Linked DNA regions of Sus scrofa: region 2 is linked to region 1. A link is a contact called in public Hi-C data. All regions are on one chromosome and are shown on one strand. Each heading gives the region's core, a stretch centred on a gene start, on an enhancer-like site or on the middle of the called end of the contact. The rest is flanking DNA. Distances are from core to core; before and after follow the strand shown. Region 1 holds the start of HOXA1 (homeobox protein Hox-A1). Region 2 holds the start of HOXA4 (homeobox protein Hox-A4).

The links. Hi-C and Micro-C count contacts between places; a contact is called where the count stands out from the background.
Region 2: a Hi-C map of skeletal muscle shows a contact between it and region 1, with 3 times the contacts expected there. The contact joins the promoter of HOXA4 here to the promoter of HOXA1 in region 1. A contact is called at or near these places in 2 of 5 promoter capture datasets (fetal liver and fetal skeletal muscle), 19 of 47 Hi-C or Micro-C datasets (adipocytes, alveolar macrophages, embryonic fibroblasts and 12 more) and 1 of 2 datasets of contacts at active chromatin or transcription factors (skeletal muscle).

The regions. Positions count from the first base shown.
Region 1 is chr18:45,472,609-45,479,887 of Sscrofa11.1, reverse strand. HOXA1 (homeobox protein Hox-A1) reads right to left here and starts at 2,327. Exons shown (of 2, transcript XM_003134844.5): 1 at 1,574-2,327; 2 at 1-1,092. The coding sequence starts at 2,228. The coding sequence ends at 737. LOC106506838 (a long non-coding RNA gene) reads left to right here and starts at 2,472. Exons shown (of 2, transcript XR_001302424.2): 1 at 2,472-2,696; 2 at 6,069-6,525. It overlaps HOXA2 (homeobox protein Hox-A2), which reads right to left. Exons shown (of 2, transcript XM_003134843.5): 2 at 6,543-7,279. The coding sequence ends at 7,013.
Region 2 is chr18:45,441,932-45,448,247 of Sscrofa11.1, reverse strand. It overlaps HOXA4 (homeobox protein Hox-A4), which reads right to left and starts at 4,980. Exons shown (of 2, transcript XM_003134841.4): 1 at 4,205-4,980; 2 at 2,586-3,652. The coding sequence starts at 4,841. The coding sequence ends at 3,300. HOXA3 (homeobox protein Hox-A3) reads right to left here. Exons shown (of 6, transcript XM_021079043.1): 3 at 950-1,129.

The sequences.
Region 1 (7,279 bases), core at 1,078-3,577:
CCCTTTATGCTGCAGGCTTTCTTAACTTGCTGAAAGAACAAACGGAGGCGACCCTCTGAGGCCTCTGATTGATTTTACTGGGAGCTTTTAGTCTTTAACCTATAATCACATACAAAGTTGTACCAGCTTAGAGAGTTTGCCCACCCTATTTTCATCCCTTAATCTAAACATTTCTAGAAAATCTGTATAAAGATAAATCTTTCAGGACAAAGTATTTACAACCAGCAGACTCACACACATGAAACTGAGTTAAATTAAGGGGTGAATTAATTGTGTAAACACGCTCATAGTGCATCTCTTCCTCATGAGCTCCTGGACTCTCTTCTCTCTCTATCCTACTTTAAGGGCAGAGTAGGGGAGAACTGTAAATACACGGTTAGATATAAGATGAGAGGCCTCCCTCTGACATGTTTCTGCTGGCAAAGGAGACTATTTTCCAAAGGGCATCTGAAAGGAACTGTAGGGTCTGTCAAAGAAATCTCCTAAAACTAGGGGCGTTAGGGGCCTTGAGAAAATTGATGTTGGCACTCAATTTGCATTGCGGAGCTAGCACTCCCCTGCCCCCACACCAGTCTCTAATCCAGAATTCACTGGAAACACAGTATCCTGGCCAGGAGTTCCCCAGATAGGATCAGAGAGGAAGAGAGAGATTGTAAATGGACAGGAAGATAAGCTAAGAATGTGCTTTGGGAAAGAAGTCCCAGCCGGAAGAGTCGAGTCTGGGGCTGGGGCGGCCTCAGTGGGAGGTAGGTAGAGTGTCTGAGGTAGCAGACCCCGGGGAAGGAACGCAGGGCGAGGAGCTGGACTTCTCGGAGGATTCCTCGGCCTTCTCCTCACTGCCCGGTGGGGTGGCTGGAGAGATGGGCAAGAGGCCCTCCTTCTCTCGTTTCTTCTGCTTCATTCGGCGGTTCTGGAACCAGATCTTCACCTGGGTCTCATTGAGCTGCAAGGACGCGGCGATCTCCACCCTGCGGGCCCGCGTCAGGTACTTATTGAAGTGAAACTCCTTCTCCAGCTCCGTGAGCTGCTTGGTGGTGAAGTTGGTCCGCACCGCGTTGGGCTGACCCACGTAGCCGTACTCGCCAACTTTCCCTGAGGGCAAGGGGAAGCGATGGGGAAAAAAGGGGAAAAAATTTATATTCGATATGAGAGTCCCTGTAGGCTTCAGAGCAAGATTCAGGCAAAGGGGGAATCAAGAATTTCTCAACACAAGCCGGGCTTGGGAGGGTGAGTGATGAGGTGTAAAGCGTTCATCTGAAGTCACCCATTAGCATGGTCAGACCAGTGATTAATGGAGCCTGGAGATATTAACACACACATACACACCTACCCACTTTCCCACGTCCTACTTCCAAAACCTCTAAAACTCAGCCCCCTTGGAAACACAACAATCCCAGATGTTCCTTTGTGCCAACCACACCTGGGCAGCCTCCCAACACCCTACAACACCGGTGGGAAGCAAGAATTTTAAAGAAAAAAACAAAACAAAACCTTGATTAATTTTCCTTGGAAACTAAGCATACCGGCTCCTTCCTGAATAATCAAGGATCATTCATGGAAGGGCAAGACTGACCTGTTTTGGGAGGGTTCCTTTTGACTTTCATCCAGTCAAATGTCTGCGCTGGAGAAGACGTCTCTGATGCAGGGGAGCGGCAGGCTTCTTGGTGGCTGGCGTGGAGAGGGGACAAGGAGTTATTATACGTGGCCAGGGCCAGGCTCTGATGCTCTTGTCCATATGAGTGGTGAATATATTGAGGCGAGCCCACCGCGCCCCCGGCATAACCCTGGTGGTGGTGGTGATGCTGGACCATGGGAGATGAGAGATTTCCAGAGTAAACAGCGGGAGCGCACGTGGGGTACCCACCACTTACTTCTGCTTCCTGATTTAACGCGTAGGAGCTGTAAGGCGCGCCAAAGTTCTGCGCGCCGTAGCTTGGACCACAACTCGAGTGGGAGTAGGACACCCCCAGGTTCCCAGGAGTCTGGTAGGTGGCCGGCTGGGGGTGGTGATGGTGGTGGTGGTGGTGGTGGTGGTGGGGCGGGCTGATCTGCACCCCCCTGCCCACTAGGAAGCGGTCGTCGCCGCCACAGCTATTGGCACTGACCGCGCACGACTGGAAAGTTGTAATTCCATGGTCGGAGGGGTAGGCTCGCGCTGAGCAGGTCCCCGAGTCGCCACCGCTGAGGATGGGGTATTCCAGGAAGGAGCTCATTCTTGCATTGTCCATCTGTCACTGAGTGACCGGGTCCTGCGAAGCCCTGAGTGACCGTGCCAACTTTCTCACTTCCTCCATGGGGCCGGAGAAGAAAAATGATATGAATGTACAGTGCGCAAGAGGGGGGGCGGGAGGGCGGAGGGCGCTAGGGGAGGGGCACGTGACTCTCTCAGCCAATGGCGGAGCCTCCTGCGAAAGTTTGCTGGCTCCTGCGGTGATGGATCACCCTTTCAGTGGCATTTAAATCCCCGGCGCTCCTCAGTCTAGGTGACGCGCAGTCGCCCCCCCAGGCAGCCCGGGCGGCAGCAGCAGCTGCGGCGGCTGCAGGGGCAGATTCCCAGCGTTGGGGCGAAGGGGAGCAGGGGCTGCCTTCTGCGAGTGGCCGACTCCGATCGCCCCCCTCCGGGAGGTGGGGGCTGAGAGCCATCCTCGGTCACCGCCCCCCTCCCCACCGTGCACAGAAAGAGGAACTGGCAAGAGGTGAGACGCCAAGAGGGCTCCGCGCTCTCTTGGGTCGGGAGTCAGTGGGAGGGAGCTCGCTGGGCCGCCACTTGCACACTGGCTGAGCCCGGAACGCGAGGAACTGGAAGGGTCGCTCCCCGGGCGCTTTCACTGCCGTCCCTTCTGTGATGCCTTGGGGGCAGTGAGGAGAGCCGAGAACGGTGGCGGGGGACGAGGCTGGGCCACCACCAGGTCTCCGGAAGGAGAGGGAAGTGCGCAGAGGGCTGGCTGGGGGAACCCGAGTGGGCGTGGAGGGGACAAGCGCAAGAAAGGAAACTTCCCTCTCCCTGTAGGGTCTTGAAGCCCCCGTTCCTCCCCCACCCCCACGAGCTGTTAGCGTGGCAACGGGGAGCTGCTGTAATTCGATGCTCGGGAACGGGTGAACCTTGGGAGCTAAGCTTGCCGGAAAAGGCCGGGGGTGGCCCGGCTCTTCGCCCTCCCTCTCTCCTCGCTCTCCGCCCCTTTCTCCTCCCCACTCAGCTCTGTTCTGGGAGCCCTGCGGGATCCGGAGCAACTCTGCTGCCGGATTTTGAGGGGTAGGAGGCGGGGGAGAGAGATGACGCTAGCCGACGTGGCCAGCGTGGGGGCCGGGCCGTGCGCTGCAGGCCATCTGCCGGCTCCCTAGGACCCAGGAGCCTGTGTACACCGACCTGGGCCTCAAAGGGCGAGACCACAGTGAAGTACGATGAACTCCCCCTCCACCTCCCCTCCCACCCCGCCACCCCCAGAAACGTTTCTCGTTTCCTGGAGGCGAATGTTAGGCGTGCTAGAGCTTCCTTCATCCACCCCCCCCCCATTCTACTGCACAGCTGAAGTGGGGGTGGGGGCTGGCAGGTGGGAGGGGCAGTGGACAGATGGCTGATGGTGGACAGGACATTTTCTTCTTCCCCAACAACACCTCCTCCCTTTTGTAAACTGGCTGTGTGGTTCCCTGTGTGAACCTTCAAGTCCTTCCCTAGAGAGACACGTGCAAATCTGAGCGTCATCCCAGGACAGGAGTCCTGTTCTCCATCACCCTCAGCCTACCCGGATGCTGACGGGGTCGTTAATTGCTGTTTACTATTAAGTTTCATGTCGACCCTGGGCTTGTAAAGAGAAAAGGCCAAACAGAGGCCAAGAATTGATGCATTCCTAGATAAAAGAAATCCAGACATCATCCAAGAAGCTTTGCAGCAAATACCCTATAGATTTTACTCTGATCATGTTCACCACATTGGAATCTGACAGATCAAATTTATCTGAGGGTGGAATGTGTATTTGGGGTTCCCACTCTTCTCTACTCTTCCCTCTCCAGTTAGAAGGAAGTTTTGCTGGAGGCAGACACATTGTAAATGGGTTGGCCTTTTAGGTTTCTGTCTGTGTTCTGTGCTCCACACAGAGAAGTTCTCCCCTAACCTGTCCCCCCCAAGAGAGAGAACTCTGGCAGTCATTTGACTGTGGTTTCCCTCCGTAGCAAAGGGGCATTTTCCCTAAATATTTCCTTCCGAAAGGGTATTTTCCTGTGACCTTTGACCCATCCCCGATCCTGGTTAAGAGGGAGCCAGGAAGGTCACTCCGGCCCCAATTTCAGCACCTGGGGAACCTCCTCCTGGAGAACGGAAAAGGCAAGGCGGACCTCCTGGAGGTGGCTTCCTGGGGAGCGCCAGGCCTCCAACCGGAGGACAGAAGGGGCTCCTGGGGGGGAGGAGGCACGAAGCGAGGGGGTCCGGGCCAGCATTGGACGATTTGCTCTCCCAGCCGAAGCTCCTCGGTACGTTCTTCCCCATCCCCCCCTTGCCTCATTCCTACCCCTTTGTTGGCCTCCTCCGCTCGGGTTTGCACGACCCCCTCGCCGCAGGGCTCGCGCCACAAAGCCACCCCAGTCCGCCACCGCTCTCCTTCCTCCGCTAGTTCTCGGCCTCTGAACGCCTCTCCCTGCACCTCTCTTCCTCCCTCCAGGCCTCTCTTCCCAGCCAGCGCGGGTGGAGTGTTTTTCTTGCGATCCCAAACTTGCGCTCGCACACAGGCCCGCCGCCCACGGGCGGGCGACCCACCCGCCTCCGCTCCCTGCTCCCCGCAGGCCGGGCTCTAGCGGCCGCGGCGGCTCCGCCCGGGCTGGTGGCCCGGAGCGCCACTCTCCCGGCGCGGCGCACAAAGGCGGCCTCCTCTGGCCGCGAGCCCGCAGGCTTCCGTAGCTCCGCCGCTTCCCCCCCCCAACCCCCACCCCCACGAAGCCCGGGGGCTCCTTCCGCGGGGTCGGAGACCCTCGGTGCTCCGAGCAGGCAGGCCGGCGCCCCAGGACTGGAGCTAAAGTCTCTTTAAACGCCCCGGGAGACGGGGTAAAAGGCGAGCCCGGTCACTATTTAAACGATCGCCTGCAAGCGGTTTGCTGGGCTCAAAGCGCCTCTTTCAGGGCTGTTCTACTGGAAAGGGAAGGAGTGAGGAGGAGGCGAAACGCCGCCGAGGCCGGGAGCTGTTCATGGCAACCGCGGCTCAGCCAAGCTGTTGTTTTAAAAGAGCAATAAAAATGAATTATGACTAAACGCCTTCTAACTTAATGCTTTCGGACGGGGATCCCCGGCAAATACGTAAGAGGATTTTTATTTGTGCATGTGTTCCTGCAATTGATCTCTTTGATGACATTCTCATTCATAGAAAGCGTTTGATTTATGAGCGTAGGATGAATCGCAAACGGCAGCGGCTTAGCTCTGGCCGCGGCCGGGCCGCCTGCTCCGCTCTGCTCCGCGCCTGGGGCAGGAGACCCGCCGGGGTCCTCGCACGCCTCGGCTGCTGCCGGGATTTAGGGGGCAAAGGGGGGTGGGGGTAGCGAGCAAGCCCATGGAGAGAGATCGCGATTTCCTCGTAACTTCCAAGCCTTGGCTATTGAGAGCCGGGTTTTTAAATCAACCCGCCCCCACACATGTTGCTTACACGCTGCGTTTTCTCACGGTAAGAACATATAGCCGTCAGAACAGAGCTCAGTAAGGGAAAATAAAGGTTGGGAGACAGAGGAAGGGAGAAAAAAACAGAACAACCCAGGAACATACCCTAGTTCACATTTTATTGATATTTCATTTAAAGTGCTTTTTCTCGTTCTCTCTCTAGAAACTGGGTTAATTTATAACCTAGGGTGCAGAAACACTCCATTTTTAAATCTCATCTTACCTAACCTGACTTCAAAGCTTTAATGATCCATTATTTACCATGTAAACAGATTTAAGAATGAAATATTGATTTTTCTGACCCTGAAAAAAAAAAAGAAGAAGAAGAATCCTAGAACGACTGAATCAGAGGATTGGAAAGAACCCTTTCTGAGGTCCATTTTCCTGCTAGTAACCATTGTCTTGTTTTATTTTTGTTTTTCTCTTTTAGGTCTGTTTGCCTGGACCCATCAACAGCCAGGAGACTAACCAACCACACTGAAAATGTTCTGGGATTTGTGGGGGAGGGGTTGGGATGTAGATGTTTGAAGCAAATGTGTATAAATAAATGAATTGCTGATAACTTAGTTTTTGACCTGGAGACTGGTAGATTAAAGAAGCTCCATGTTTCTGCTTCCTGGAGTTGGAGGTTTCTATAGGCACTTTATTTCTCCACTTTGAAAATCTTGGGCTTGGCCCCAATCTGGGGCTGCCCGGTCCCGTTTCGATTACCAATTTAAATCTATGGCTTGAACCTTTACGTTGAAAAAACCATATCCATTCCCCTAAAAAATAAAAAAAAAAAACCCGACACTTCTCAGAAGCCCTAACCTTTTTCTGGCTTTTGTTTTATTGTTGCTGTCTATTGAAGACTTTGAACATGCCCCTTTAATAAATATATTAAAATTGAAAAAGAAAATGGATTGTGACCAGAATTTTATTTACCAAGTTAGACTAAAAGAGGAAAAAGAAACCGTTATGAGCCTTGAGAAAGAGGGGGAGAAAAAAATAAGAAAGCTACTTATAGCAAAGGAGAATTTATTCTACCAAAAATACGCATGACAATGCATCCTAGTGTAATACAAAAATAAAAAGAAAGTGAAGATACAATTATATGATCACTTTCTTGCAGGTCTCATATATTGCTTTTAGAAAATCACATAGAGGTGGTTGGATTAGATTTAAAACAACTAAAACTCCAAAATAACCTGAAAAAGATGGCTCTGAACCTGGGCCAGGGGATCACTAAACAGAAAATCTTCGACATTTAAAGGAGGGAAAGGGTAGGTCAAGAAAAAAAAATAAAATAAAAATCAACTCTCAGAATAAAGGAAGGCCAAACCGCCTGGTCAAAGGGGGTTTTGTTTTGGGATGCTTTGTTTTGCTTTAATGTGTTTAGTAATTCAGATGCTGCAGGTCGATTGTGGTGAGTGTGTCTGTAAAAAAGTCAAAGCTGTCAGCTGAAATGTCTACGGGACTGTCGAGGGAACCTGGCAAACTGGGCGAGACTGCATCTGAAAGCTGCAGGCAGGAATCTGTGGAGAAAACGTTAAAGTCCTGCAAAGAGGGGACCTCGAGGGCCTCGGGACTGTCATTGTTTAGGCCTGAGCCACAGTTCTGGCCCATTGTTGACAAGCAGTTAGGAACAGTGGGTGACTGGTG
Region 2 (6,316 bases), core at 3,731-6,230, 34 kb after region 1:
GTGGGGAGGGGGGAGCACCCTGGGCCAGCTGAATATAAAGTCAGAGATGCTGTGCGGAGGGCCCACTCCCCATATATCTAGGTAATCTTCCCAGGAGCTCCATCCTGGGTATTAAGTACTCTACTATGCCTGTCACAGTTGAATTCCTGCTGTAATAAAACACCAGGGATATCGTAGATTTCAGCAAAACTAGGAAAGAGAGCCTGCAAAGGGCCATTTTTCTTCAGGGGGGAGAGTGTTAAGTACTTAATTCAAACTGTGACCATTAAAGTGTCTCCTATCCGATTTAGGTTGATTTCAGATGTTGACAAAACTTTTATCTCTGGAGTCATGCTCGGCATGGCTGGGGACTAAAGCAGATGAGTGTGTGTTAGAGGGAAGGAGGAGAAAAGAGAGAAAGACGAGGGGAGCACGTATAGGGGTCATTTTGGTAGGAGAATTATAGAGCTTACACAAAATACTGTCTTTAAAGGTCAAGGGTTTGAGGGGCCAGTAGGGTTAACTTTAAAAAAAAAAAAACAATTAATGAGATAGAAAATTTGTCCTCTGGGTGAACTCTTATGGTTGCCCTAGCAAAGGGCAGACAATGCACGATTTTGAAGCACAGAAGCACAGAGTGGGATTTCCTAAGCTGTTATAACAAGCTCCCTTAAAGACCACATCTGAAACAGGCAACACATTTGAAGAAATGACATAATCATCCATAATCACCGTGGATAATTCTGGCTTTGCAAAACTTACCAATACCTTAATAATCAGGACAGTTTGGGCAAAAGCTGCCATTTTGCCCTGGAACATTAGAAAATCTCAAGCCTCTCTCTTCCTTTCCTGGATAGATTTAGAGTAAGTGAAAGAAGCCCCCTTCACCCCCTTACAAGTGTCTCCAGTATGAAGCTGCTGGATGCCCCCTGCCCCTCCTTCCCTACCAAGGAGAAATATAAGAAGTTACCTTAAATGATGATTATCTGCCATTTGAGGTTTTGCAGCTCGCCACTCAATTTCCACCAAGAGTCTAGGCATTTTTTGAGCAGTCAGCCAAGATGCTGAGTCTTTGCCCGAGACCACATTATTTGCAAGAAGATCCCTCGCTTCTCCACAGACTTTTCCCAGAGAATGCCTTTCAGAATTGCTGTTGAATTACAAAGAAGTATTTATTGTATGAGGTGATTAATGATTCCTGGGAAAATTGCTATTTTCAGCGTGATTTAATTTCGTTTTACAAGTGCGTGTAGTAGGAGGAGTGTTAATAAGATGTAGCAGCAGTTGCAGTGCCTCCAGAAATCCCTGGCACCCTTCACACCTTATAAAATGCACTTTATGCCAGGTTTGGCCTGACCTGGGAGGGCGTGTATTTGTTTGCCCTTGTATTTTCTTGGGGAGAGGAGGCAATCGCTCAGGGGTCAGAGACCAGTGTCCATCACTTTCCTCTCAGATCTGGCTTGCTCCCAGGTAGAGAAGGGGTTCCCTTGCCTGTATCACACACAGGGCAGCTGAGACAAAAGGGGTAACAGCTTTGACCACTGGCTAATGGTTAGTGCTGATGGGAAAATGTGTTTAAAAATCTTCTGATACTGCCGAGGTAGGTGAGCGCCCCCTCCTATCGGTGCGAAAATTATTGCATGAACTAAAGACTACACTCATTCAAGGCCAGGTGACAGGTGCAATATTCTGGGGCCAGTGGGTGTTGGTTTTTGGAATCTCGTCGCAGAGTGCTCCCTTCAGTAACAACAAAGTCTAAATTCTCTTTACTGATTGGTGAGTCAGTAAACACATACGAGGGCTATGGAGACTGAGAAGTGGGTTTTGGTTTCCACCTTTTGAATCTAGAGCTCTAGGTTGGGCAGAAAGGGCTGGGAGCATCCGAGGAGGATGCCCCAGGATCAGGGTCTGGCTTTCTTCCAGCACTTAATAGCTTCACAAGTCTCACGTCTGGCTTGCTTAAGGTGTCATTATGTTTTTTCTTTCCTCAGAAGAAAACTGTGGAGGGGATACTGGGAAAACGCAAGTTATTGTGAAAGCTCTTGCTTCAAGAACAAACAAACAAAAAAAAAACCAAACAAAAATGTCAAGCTGTAGTTAATGAAGAGAATCTTTAAAACAGCCAAAGAACGAAAAGCAATCTCAACCCTATGCACAAACTATTTTTTATCTCCAAGGAAACAGGCAGATTAAGTGTGAAGGTGCAATAAATTCCAAAGGGACCACTTCTTTCCAAGTGTGCTCAGAGTTCAGCATGTAGAACAGCTGCAGAAACTCCTGGGCCCACAGCACTGCACGGTTTCACCTTTCATTGCAGGGAAGGACACGTTTCTATGCCTTACAGAGACTTGAAGCCTGAAAGCCTGGCCAAGTTTGGGAAGAAGAGGAGCCCTCTCAGAGCTCAAGAGCCTTCCTGCTCTTTGGAACTCTTCCCACAGTAGGTCAAACTTGACAAGAGTTCAGCTCAAACTGAACACACTCACACAAATTGCATGGGCAGTCGGTCCAAGTGCCCACGACTCAAGCCATCCTATAGGATTTTTACATGCAAGGTCAAGTATCTAATCCAGAGAACTTTTTTAGATTAAAAGGAGAAAACACACAAATATGTCTTAGAACTTTAATGTTTTTTTTAAACAGAGTTTATTCTTAGCACATGGCTTTCTACAGAGCCACACCACAATTTGTACAGTTGCACATGGGTCTATAATGCACTTCCCCTCCCCCAAGACTGTGTCTCAGAATAAGATAACAGTATCTCCACAACAATATTTTAAATAAATTGAAAGGAAGGGAAGCTAACATGGTCACATCTACCATCGAGGTCTATACATTTTGAGAATTAAATAATCTTGTGAGGTCCACAACAATCTACTCATTTATTCAGTTCAATACAAGCTTGTATGAGCTGCCAAAATGAAGGAGGGGGAGGTAAGAAGACAGGAAAAGGGTCTGTTTTCTTCTGCTCGCCAGGAATATACATGTACATGACCCCAGTCGGCATGGGCTGTGCCGCTGACTGTACCTGTCTCAAAAGTATTTGATGCCAAGTGGTCCTTCTCAGGTACCCAAACCTGGCAGCCTTGTTCAGGCCAGCAGGTTGTTCCACCAGCCAGCATCTGGGCCATTGTCCTCTCCTGGGTGGCAACCCAGCTCACACTCTTACTGGGATAATGTCTTTCTTTTTTATTATCCTTTTCACCAAGTTGGGTATTGTTTGGGGTCTGGTGTGGTCCAGATGGGAAGGGGTGGATGGGGAAGGGGGCAGAAGAGATGAGAAAAGCAGGTGGGGGAAAGAACTGGTCTAGAGCCCTGGAGGATTAAATGGAGGAGGGAATGGGTGTGGAGGCGCCCTGATGGGGGTGAGGGTGTGGGTGCGGGTGCGGGCTCTGAGTTTGTGGTTTCCCTGGCGGGCCTGCTGAGGCTGAGGCTGAGTTGGAGGATCGCATTTTAGTGTTGGGCAGTTTATGATCTTTCTTCCACTTCATCCTCCGGTTCTGAAACCAGATCTTGACCTGGCGCTCGGACAAGCAGAGCGTGTGGGCGATCTCGATGCGGCGCCGCCGGGTCAGGTAGCGGTTAAAGTGGAACTCCTTCTCCAGCTCCAAGACCTGCTGCCGGGTGTAGGCGGTTCGGGAGCGCTTGGGCTCCCCTCCGTTATAACTGGGGTTGACTGAAAGCCCATAACCCCGATGGAGAAAGCCAAGGAAGACGGAGTGGAAGAGAGGGAAAGGAGGAGGAGAGAGAAGGTGGGGTGGGGAAGAGCAATTGGACATCATCATTATATAATAACCTGACACCAAGTTCACGCAAGATACATAAAACTGCAAAGAAAATGTTTCACAGGCTATTGACAACGGGAAACACCCGAGAGCCATAAAGAATGGTGCTGGGCATTGGGGCTGAAGAAAAGCTTCAAAGACACATGGCCTGAAGCCTCTGCCAGGGCAATTAAATTTATGGGGGCTATAATTACTGCCCTAACAGTTTGGCGTCTCGTAAATCTCCCGATAAAGGGACCCCGGGTACAAAAGGGTTCTCACGTTGGGATCTGGCGGCTGGCTGGCGCACACACACCCACGTCCCACAGTAGCTTGGGCCAGTTGGGGGCTCCCCTCCCGAGGCCCCCTTCCCCTCGGCCTCTCCCCCTAACCCCCACCCCGACCTTGGAGCCTGGGCTCGGCCCCAGCCCACCCGCCCGCGCCTCCCCGGCGGCGCCACGTACCGGCGCTGACATGGATCTTCTTCATCCAGGGGTACACCACGGGCTCCTTGCCCTTCAGGCCCGCCGGGCTCTTGTCGGCCAGGAGCAGCGGGCACGCGGGGGCGCTGCCCCCTGCGGGGACGCCCGGGGTGGCAGGAGCCGCCTGGCAGCGCCGCGGGGGCGCGGGGGCCGCCGCGCGATGCTGCGGGGGAGGCGGCGGCGGCGGCGGCGGGGGCTGCCGCCCGGGCGGCAGGACATGGGTCGCGTGCAGGCCGTGCGCGGGACCCTTGGCGTGCGCCGGGGGCTGCTCGGACTGCGGCGGCCGCCCGGGGCTAGCGCCGCCGCGGTAGCCGTAGGGGTAGGCGGCGTCGGCCGCACCGTGCGCGGGGTAGAGCGCGGCCGCGGGGTAGGAGGGCTCGCGGGCGGCCCGCGGCGCGTAGTAGGAGGCGGGGGGCTCACGGCCGCCGCCCGTGTGGGGGAGCTGGGGCTGCTGCGGCGGCAGGTGCTGGGCCGCGGGCGCTGGGGGCTGCTGGTAGCCGGGACCCCCGCCCGGGCCGCCGTCTCCGCCGCCCGGGCCGCTGTGCTGCGCGTACTCCTCGAAGGGAGGGAACTTGGGCTCGATGTAGTTGGAGTTTATCAAAAACGAGCTCATGGTCATTAATTTGTGAAGTGCAAAAATACTAATTTTTCTCGCGTTGTCGTTTTTCTGGGCTCGCCGAGGCCCCTCCCCCTCCCGCTTCGCTTCCCATCCCCCTTCCTCTGCTCCCTTCCCCTCCCCCGCTGTCAAGCGCCCACCCCTCCCCCTCCCTCCGCCGCCGACGCCGCCAAAGTTCGCGCTCCTCCCCCGCCCGCGCCCGCGCGCGCGCTCCGTCGCGACCCCGCGCGCGCCCCGCCCAGGACCTCCACGTGATCCGCCCCCTCCAATGTGCGCGCCGCGCGCGCGGACCCGGATCAGGAAGCGCGCCGGCGGGTGATGGATGCTGGTGTCCCGCTCTGAGCAGAGGGGGGTAGCTGGCGCTTGGGTCCTCCAACCCCGCCCCCACGCCCCAACTTTGAGTCCCTGTGGGAATTTGGGAACCAGAGGCTTCTGGTTCTCTCAGATGCCCAGACTGGGCCCCATGCGTGCCCTACTCCGGGCTAGGCCTCGGGGCAGCCAGGCGGCCGCGGCCCAGCGCTGACCTCGGGGCCCAGCCTAGCCTGACCTGGCGGCCTCCTGGGCTCGAGGCCGCCTGGGGGAGGGAATGGTGCCAGGACTAAGGGGGTGTCCTGTTTTTTATCCGGGCCCTGGAATGAGGCCAACTGACCGGTTTTCTTACCAGCTGATTCCCTTCCCCACGTCAGGCTCGCTGTGTCCGGGGCCCCCCGACGTTCCCTGTTTGAGAAGCCATGCACGAGCCAAAAAGGGTGGGTGGGTGAGCAGCTGAGAGAAATCGGCCCCAGGAAATAAAGCAAAGCTATTCCAATATAACCGAATGAACACTTTTCTTTCTTTCTTTTTCTATTTTTTAGAAGCAGAATCTATTTGGTTGTTTCCCTAAGAAAAACGAGAACCTTCTAATAGCATCTCATTTGATGGAAGTGGCATTCAGAATTAAACATGCTCGAATTTAATAGGTGCAATTGTGAGAGAGACGATGGGGATGGATAGAAGCGACGATGCCGCCACAAAATACAGCATGGAAACCAACATCTTCCTACTAAAGAACACTCCCCAAACAAAAACAAGCTAAGGATAGCACAGGCATTGTGCCACCGGTCTTTTCCCGCTGAGAATGTTTTTGTCTCAGCTTTTCCAGACTGACACGAAAAGGTATATTTAAGAACAGTCTAGAGTTTCTGAATTACTGAAAGTTAGCATATTAACGACATCGGCAGCTCTGGAAAGTAGAGAAAGAGGACTTTTGCCTGCCATTTGGTCATTGAAATATGATGGGTCAATTAACTGCCGTTATTGACAAATGAATTACATATTAATTATACCTAATGTTGATCTCTGAAGTAAATACTGATGCCTTACACGATCGTAGTGTGTACTTTCCGTTTCCTTTTCTAACAGACACACCTAGATCCTACTTTTCATCGCAGATTAAAGCAGTGCAAACTAGCATAGTCTCGATTCTAAAAATACTTTCA